Regions from separate parts of the Sus scrofa genome. Here region 2 is linked to region 1. The links are chromatin contacts, called in public Hi-C maps. All regions are on one chromosome and are shown on one strand. The core of a region is the stretch at or near the end of the contact, and the rest is flanking DNA. Distances in the headings are between cores, read along the strand shown. Region 1 overlaps CAST (calpastatin). Region 2 holds the start of LIX1 (protein limb expression 1 homolog).

Region 1 (4,186 bases), core at 1,477-3,976:
GCAGAACCGTAGGTAGAGAGGGCCAGGTATAAATTATACAAGGATGTTCAACTGCCTGGAAGTCTGCTCCCCTAATCCTGCCTTTTCCAAGGGTTAACTGTGTATATAGAAAGAAAACCTCATGCTTATTTTCATGTGTATAGATAAATTAGATTTACCACTTACTTATAAATCTTTCACCAAAGAGCCCCAAATGCCTTACTTTGTCCTGTTACTCAGAAGTGGCAAGTAGAGTCATTTGAAGCTTGGCGTCATCTGAGCCATACATTTCAAGCATCGTACCCCCAGGGTGAGCTCCCCGAGGGCAGCAACTTTGTCTCATTTTTGGTATTCCTGGGGCTTAGGACAGGGCTTGGCATATTGTCAGTACATACTAGTTGGATGTGCTACCTGTCAAGTTAACCAGCTTTTTTCAGGCAACTTGTGCAAAGCCAATTCCCCAGGCCCGTGAGGGGTTCATCCTCTTGCTCCCTCAGTGTCCTGCAGATTGTCACAGCCTCATGCATCACACACTACACTAGCTGCTCATATGCTTCGCCTACATGAGTCTTTGGGCTCTGGGGTTCGCAGCCCCGTGCTTAGAATGCCTGATGTGTGCCAGCTGTTTGTTGACATGAGCTAATCAGAGCATATTTCCTGGTGAGAGAGTCTGTTTCCTGAAATGATGGATCTAATTTACAATGTACAACATCATCAGGTAGAGCCTGTCAATTTCTTAAAACGTTTACAAGGTGCACGCTTAGGATACACACAGAGTGACTCTGTGCCCTCTTCTTCTCCTCCTGCATAGGACAAAGATGGAAAAACTCTCCCGCACAAAGACCCCAAGGAACCAGTCCTGGTGAGCAAGCCAGTTTTCTCTGAGTGGATCTTTCTCCTTTCACCCTGATGACTAATTCAGAAAAGGCCTAGCTTTCTGTTTAATAAGTTGATCAGCACAGAAACAGTGGGGACATTTTAAGGAGGAGGCTGGTGAGGGGGTGTTTGTTGATACATGTCCTGGTTCTTGCAGCCCTTGAGTGAAGACTTCGTCCTTGATGCTTTGTCCCAGGACTTTGCCGGTCCCCCAGCCGCTTCATCTCTTGTAAGTCTTTGGAGATTCCTGGTTTAATTTCCTTAGTTTTAGAGTAGCAGAAATAGATGGAAACTTGGGACTTAGAATCTGATGTGGGAGCTGAGGAAACAAAATTAATGGCCCTCAACCCATCATAGCCATTAAAAATGTGTTCCAGGGAGTTCCTATTGTGGCACAGCAAAAACAAAGCTGGCTAACATCCGTGAGGATGTGGGTTCAATTCCTGACCTCACTCAGCGGGTCGGGGATCTGGTGTTGTCATGACTTGTGGTGCAGGTCACAGACACAGCTCAGATCCTGCATTGCTATGGCTGTGGCGTAGGCAGATGACTGTAGCTCTGATTTGATCCCTAGCCTGGGAACTTCCATATGCCATGGGTGTAGCCCTAAAAAAAAAAAAAAAAAACCACTGTTCCAAGTGTTCCATAATCATGAAACCCTGGCCAGCACAGTGGAACCGATGAGCAAGTACTCTACGAAGTATACCCATGAAAGAATTTTAAATTGTCCAATGAATTTGAAAAATAAGTGCATAAAAGTATTAAAAAATACTGAAAAGCATTTTTCACTGTTTTTAGGGAAGACTACCTCAAATAAAAACCAGGATGTATTATACAGTAATGATAAAAAATGCAGTCCTGATTCAGAAAGCAAAGCCACAAATCAATGGGGAAAAAATCCAGAAAGAACATAAATGATAGATTGAGTATATCTTTAAAGTGAGAAAAGAAGTCATTTTTTTCCAGAAAGATTCTGGAATAATATACTATTTAACATTAAGTAAAAAATGGGGAGTTCCCATCATGGCTCAGCGGTTAACGAATCCAACTAGGAACCATGAGGTTGCGGGTTCGATCCCTGGCCTTGCTCAGTGGGTTAAGGGTCCGGCATTGCCATGCGCTGTGGTGTAGGTCGCAGATACCAGATACCGTTCAGATCCCGAGTTGCTGTGGCTCTGGTGTAGGCCGGTGGCTACAGCTCCAATTCGACCCCTAGCCTGGGAACCTCTATATGCCGCGGGAGCAGCCCAAGAAATGGCAAAAAGACCAAAAAAAAAAGATAAAACTGAAACCTCATACCATATCCCAAGTATTAAAGCAATAGTAAGTACCACATAAATTTATACCTAATACCTTATCAGAATTAAAATATGCAGTAAATACCTAATTCATGCAAGCAAGGCCCTGAGAAACAGGCATGCCCATTCATTGCTGTGGCGATATGAATTTCCAGCAACCTTTGAGGGGGCAGTTGGCAGAATATCACTAGCACTGTAAAAAGAGCCACTTCTAGAACTTATTCAGAGTAGCTAGTTATAAAAAGAAAGCTAAAAAACTGCCAGCAGCCTAAATGTATAACAGGAAATGTACAGACCTTGAAACTCTAAATCATTAGCTTAGTGAACAACTTTAGAATAATGAATAGGGGTAGGAAATTGCATAAAATATTGCTATGGAGTAAGAAGAAGAATAAAAATGGCTCTTAAGATTCTGTATGGCTATGCTTCCATTTGAATCACAAGAATAACAGTCAGAGAGCTATACTGAAAGTTGTATTTAAGTGAGAGCATTGTGGGCATAATTTGCATACAACATATTACTGATGAAAACACTTTTCTCCAAAAGCAGTTTGAAGATGCTAAACTTTCAGCTGCCGTCTCTGAAGTGGTTTCCCAAACCTCAGCTCCAACCACCCACTCTGCAGGTCCACCCCCTGACACTGTGGTAAGCAACATATCTTATAAATATTTGGCTTCTCAGCAGCAACAAAAAGAAGAAAGAAAATAGACACAATTGTTAGGAAAAACAGGCACCTCTGGTTTCACAAGAGCTAAGACTGGCAAGTTAGGGAGATGACAATATCTGAATTGATTAAATAAATGTATATGAAAGTATTTTACATACAGTGAAGGAGCTTAATATTATGGTTGCTTTACTAGAATTGAAAGGACAATAATGTGGTTGTGTATATATTCAAATTATTAGATTTAAAAAAAATCATTTGGCTTTCCTGATAATTAATGTTCTCCTCCTTTACATTTTTCCTGATACATGATATAAATACTACCTGTTAGTTAACCTCAAGTTTATTTTAAGGAATTTCTCAGTGTTTGAGCCTCTCCCGACACCCCAGACTCAAACTCATCATGGAATAGCATGTTTTCCTCCCATTCACACCAGGGAAACTTGTTATTTTCGTGGTAAGAAGAGAAAAAACCCTCTGTGTCAATATTGTCTTAATCATTTACACATTCTGAGGCAAGACTGTGAGACTAAAGCTTTTCCAGACTTCCTTGATTAGCTTTCTGTGGGGTACCAAATTATACATTATCCAGGAGACCATGGCACATCAAAAGATAAAGATGTTGCCCTGAACCAGATCCCCATCTCCTTTGGTTGAGAATAAGTGCCTCGCCTCGTTTGCTAGCTGGAGATGAAGTAGCCTCAGTGAAGTCAGAGATACTGTCTTTCCTTTTGATGTTGCATCAAAGCTTACTTAGTGCTGAACTCAGAGATTCTGAGAGAATTTTCATCCTGTTGGGTCAGCCTTCGGATCATCTGAAAATATCCAGAGGCACAAATGACAAAGCCCAGACCCAGCGGTGGGTAGCACCACCGTTAGCTGCTCTTATCCTGGGCTCTAATGAAGCACTTAAAACTGGTAAAATGCCCTCTGTGTGTCTTGTGTGTATGTACACACACCACAATCACAGAAGTCCCTGTGACAGAAAAGGAAGAATCATAAATAACCAGGCTGCGGTTTACACTTTAGATCTTAACATTCAGGTTCTAGGTCCTGCTCTGAATGAAGCTATTAGTGAACATCCATAATCAAAAGCCTCATTATTGGGAGTTCCTGTTGTGGTGCAGCGGAAACGAATCTGACTAGTATCCATGAGGGTGCAGACTCGATCCCTGGTGTCGCTCAGTGGGTTAAGGATCTGGTGTTGCAGTGGGCTGTGGTGTAGGTCGCAGACTTGGGTCAGACCTTGCATTGCTTTGGCTGTGGCACAGGCTGGTAGTTGTAGCTCTAATTTGACCCCTACCCTGGGAACTTTCATATGCCACGGGTGTGGCTCTGAAAACAAAACAAAAGCCTCATTTCCTTTCA
Region 2 (4,176 bases), core at 1,104-3,603, 440 kb after region 1:
CAGCCCTCCATATCCTTATATGCAGAACCCCTGAGCAGGGAGGGCCCACTTTTCCACAAAAAATAGTATAATAATATAAAGGACTTGAACATGACAGGACTTTTATACCCACAAAGTTGTTGGAATGAATACCCACGGGATACTGAGGGACCACTGTGGTATGTATCAGACACTGTGCCAGGCTTACAGGTGTTATTTCATTTAATCTTTACAACAGGCTCCATTAAATGACTTCATTTACAAATTAAAGTGAGGTTAGAAGACACAGAAGGTACATAAGATTTGGGACATGGTAGAACTAAGATTCAAATCTGAAACTCCCAGACTCAATGGATGTTTGAGTCACAATACAGTTTTATTACATTAGTAGTATACTTTAAATTTTTCCTTCTGGAATTCTCTGGTGGCCTAGCAGTTAAGAATCTGTCATTGTCACTGATGTGGCACAGGTTTGATCCCTGGCCCTGGGAACTTCCACATGCTAGGGGCACGACCAAATAAAACTAAATTTTAAAAATTAAAAAATTTCTTACTATTCATGTTTTAAAATGAGAGGGTTACATCCTGTCTGATAAGGCAAAGCCTCTATTTTCTAAATGATGGCTACTCAAAAACATCTTTAAAAAATAATTGTGATTGGACCCAGAATAATTTGTTCCGGTTTGTGCATCTGACTAATTTGTTCTGTGACTCACAAGAAATCTTAGAATATTAAGGGTAAGAATTTTTTATTTGCCCTCTGAGTTCCTCAAATAATAAAGTTTTTTATATAATAAATACCCAAAGGTGAACTGAGTCAACCAAACAAAGCTGCACAGAGTGAGGTTATACAGTTTCATTTCCAATTTACTTTTGAAACTCTGAATATGAGAAAATGTATTCCAAAATCAACATCTTATGGTTCTACTAAGCTGTTTTCAACATTATTTTATATTATTAAAATGCTTTAAGGTAGACAGATTACAAAAAGTGAATACCTGAATTGAAAGACATAAACATGCCTAAAATTCAAAATTATGTAAATACTTTGAAAATTAGTGTACTTTTCAAGGGATTAGATTTGACATTTTCCTGCATCTGTACCATTAAGATGAATTTATTAGATAGGTCTTGCAAATGGCCAGTAGAATTAATTTTACAAAGGTGAAAGGGAATCTGCTGGCTTTATCAATCTTGGAAAAGAATTTGTTATTTCTCCTGGACAATCGTAACCACAGATCCAAGTAATTCAAGAAAGTCCTATTTGGTGATGATGGGGTGACAATGCCATCTAGTGGCCATTTTTCACTGCAGGTGACATACCCTTTTCTGAAATAATGGGCATGCTGATGAGACTGGAGTATCATCAGAGAGGTATACTTAATCACATCTCACTGGATTATAAAGTCTTTGAGGAAGAAACCACGTCTTATGTATTGTCTTTCTTTCTGGCTCTCAGTGAGTACAGCTGACCCTTAAACGTGGGATTCAAGAGCACTGACACTCACCCCAAGTCAAAAATCCACCTATAACCTTAGAGTCAGTCCTCCCACATCTGCAAATTCAGGCAACCTGAGATCACACAAAACTTACTATAGTATGTATTTACTGAAAAACATCCATATATAACTAGACTCTTGCAGTTCAAACTCATATTGTCCAAGGATCAACTCTATTTGCTAATTTCGACATGAGATATATTTAAGACCTACTCAACTAAAAATACCAGAAAGAACTTTTCACTTCTTATCTCTTTACCTTTCCCCACCTCTAACTTTTCTACTTCTGTCAGGCTACAAAACTGTAAAAACAGCAACTGTAAAAATCATGGTGGGACTATTTAAAGTTTCTATTCCATGAACATTATCAATTTAAATAACAGAAAATAAAATTAGGCATGACTGGCTTATCCTTAATACTAGAGACTAAATAAAACAGATGACAGTGAATTCTTCCAGTGGCTAAATAAACTGCAACCAAGTTGTTTGGAGATTTTCAGAAAGATAAACATCATTATAATTATCATTCCAACAGTTACACTTTAAAGTGCCAGGCATTGTTATAAAGTGCTTTCTGCACATTGTCTCACGCAATCCTCAAAACAGCATTATAGGAATTTTCTGGTGGTGAAGCAAGTTAAGGATCCAGCACTGTCACCACTGTGGCTCAGGTCACTGGTATAGTGCAGGTTTGATTTCTGGTCCAGGAATTGCCACACCCTGTGGGTATGGCCAAATAAACAAACAAACAAAACAGTGATACAAAGTGGTTATAAATCCAATGTTAACAGTGAGAAAGCTGATGAGCCAGAAGGAAGAGAGAGGGAGAAAGAATTAAGACTTGGCTAAGGTTGTTTCTAAGAAGAAAAGCTGGTATATGAAACAAAGCAATATACCTGTTTGAGAACAAAAAACAAAAACAGTGATATTAAGATTCTTTTAAATATGTAAATATTCCTAATAAAAATTACTTGGAAAGTTGGATTGCTTTAGCAGAATTTCTAGTTACTCTTTAGAAGACATATATTGAATGAGTCAAATTTATCAAGAAAGAGGGTTTATTTATCTATTTATATGTATCTGTCTTGGTCCAAAAAATACTGAAGGTGGCTTAAGAAGGGATCAGAGTAGCTGAATGAAAAATAGTCAAGATCTTGAATAATATTACTCTCCCCAAAAGGTAGCTGCTTCCAAGCTTGATTTAATATTCTGCATGTTTTCTCTCCGTTGCTTGGTAAATATATTTGCTTCTCCTTTCTGCAATCGACGTCTGACAGCTGATTTTGCTGTTTTGTCAACTGACGTCTCACCTTCTGTTTCACCAATTCCTAGAAATATTTCATGAATTAGTATTACTAATTATTGACATTTGACAAGGTATAAACATTCAATAAAACATTTATATTGCTAATATTTTTCAAATTTCTGTTAAAAGCATATTTTAAAATTCCAAAAATTGACAGTACTATGTGAACCATCAATAAAATAAAACACCAACTGTTACAAAAACAGGAGGAATTAAATTCCTAACAAATAGATTTTAGCAAAATATAGTATGTAGTTGATAATTCTTTGAATAACAAATCATCATAGTGCCACCTAGTGTCTATAGGTAAAACTAGGAAAAACCAACCAACTCACCAACTAAAACCCCAAACTTTGTAGTGGAAAATTATGTTTGAAAGCATTTACTACTGGTCAAAACATATGCAGGAGTGCCTTCATAACTTGTGTAGAAATGACCCTGATGGTACAGTTACCCATAGAAAAGTCCTCATATAGTTTCTGGAAGAAACAGTATGTTTTCACATGGTGAATAACCATAAATTCAAGTTCTCTCTTATCACTCAAGACATAGGCTGCTAATCTCACATGATTTACAAGATGAAGAAAAATCTGACCAGTCCATTCACAATAACTTTTTTCTTTCCTGTGAATCACTATAGCTTGTTATTTAATTGTAATATAACCTTGCCATCATCCAACCAGTCTCCTAAAGAAAGAAGTGCTGAAACTGTTGAAGCAAGGGTCTCTTCTTAACAGGCCCTATCCTATGCTAGCACAAAGAATCATTTATTAAAATTTTGTCAAGGTAAAAATTAAAGAGTAATGGATTTGAGAGATAAAAAGGGATAGAAAAACTAGTCTATCAAATGTATTTCCTGGACTATAACTCTGGGTCACGTAAGTTAAATGTAAACTTTGGATTATTTTACGTAGCATTTAGGTAAATGGGCTTTAATAAGTGATCCCTCTTTTTTCAGTCTAATGATTCTCAATGAGAGGAAAGGTAGGAGAAGAGAAAGGGAACAGAAGAATCAGAATTCAAGTTCCTGCAGAGGCTGATCGTCCAAGGGCCAGAATCTTATGAGGACCTGGCTGGTATCCCAGAAGTTTCAGTACTGAAAGCATTAGGATTAGCTCAAAGTTTAACATAGGAGTGACTGGCCTACAAACTATCACAGCCTTTCTACCTTAGTAGGAAACCATAAACCTAAATCTTCTCAGCATCTTCTCAATTACAGCAAGACTATGGAGAAATAACTTCAGAAGTCTGAAGGAAAATTATCTCCAAACCACAACTCTAACACTTAAATTCTCAATCAAGTGTGAAGACAGAATAAAAAGACATTTTAGTAATAAAATTCCCCTCAAAATTCACTCAAATGACTACTAAACTCCATACAGCCAAAGCAGT

The links. A called contact is a pair of places that touch in the nucleus more often than the background predicts.
Region 2: a Hi-C map of blood shows a contact between it and region 1, with 4 times the contacts expected there. The contact joins the promoter of LIX1 here to the enhancer-like site in region 1. A contact is called at or near these places in 5 of 5 promoter capture datasets (fetal liver, fetal skeletal muscle, liver and 1 more), 23 of 47 Hi-C or Micro-C datasets (adipocytes, alveolar macrophages, blood and 14 more) and 2 of 2 datasets of contacts at active chromatin or transcription factors (alveolar macrophages and skeletal muscle).

The regions. Positions count from the first base shown.
Region 1 is chr2:103,356,020-103,360,205 of Sscrofa11.1, forward strand. It overlaps CAST (calpastatin), which reads left to right. Exons shown (of 31, transcript NM_214067.1): 23 at 791-841; 24 at 1,013-1,084; 25 at 2,704-2,799. LOC110259691 (a long non-coding RNA gene) reads right to left here. Exons shown (of 4, transcript XR_002342059.1): 4 at 1-1,174. Among named protein-coding and RNA genes, the nearest start is that of ERAP1, 57 kb to the right of the region's middle. Within about 2 kb of position 2,727, at least 7 of the 83 cell types and tissues checked have an H3K27ac peak or open chromatin away from gene starts, as enhancers often do.
Region 2 is chr2:103,799,526-103,803,701 of Sscrofa11.1, forward strand. LIX1 (protein limb expression 1 homolog) reads right to left here and starts at 2,354. Exons shown (of 8, transcript XM_003123811.5): 1 at 1-2,354. RIOK2 (serine/threonine-protein kinase RIO2) reads right to left here. Exons shown (of 16, transcript XM_021085153.1): 15 at 2,767-2,806; 16 at 2,519-2,764. The coding sequence ends at 2,643.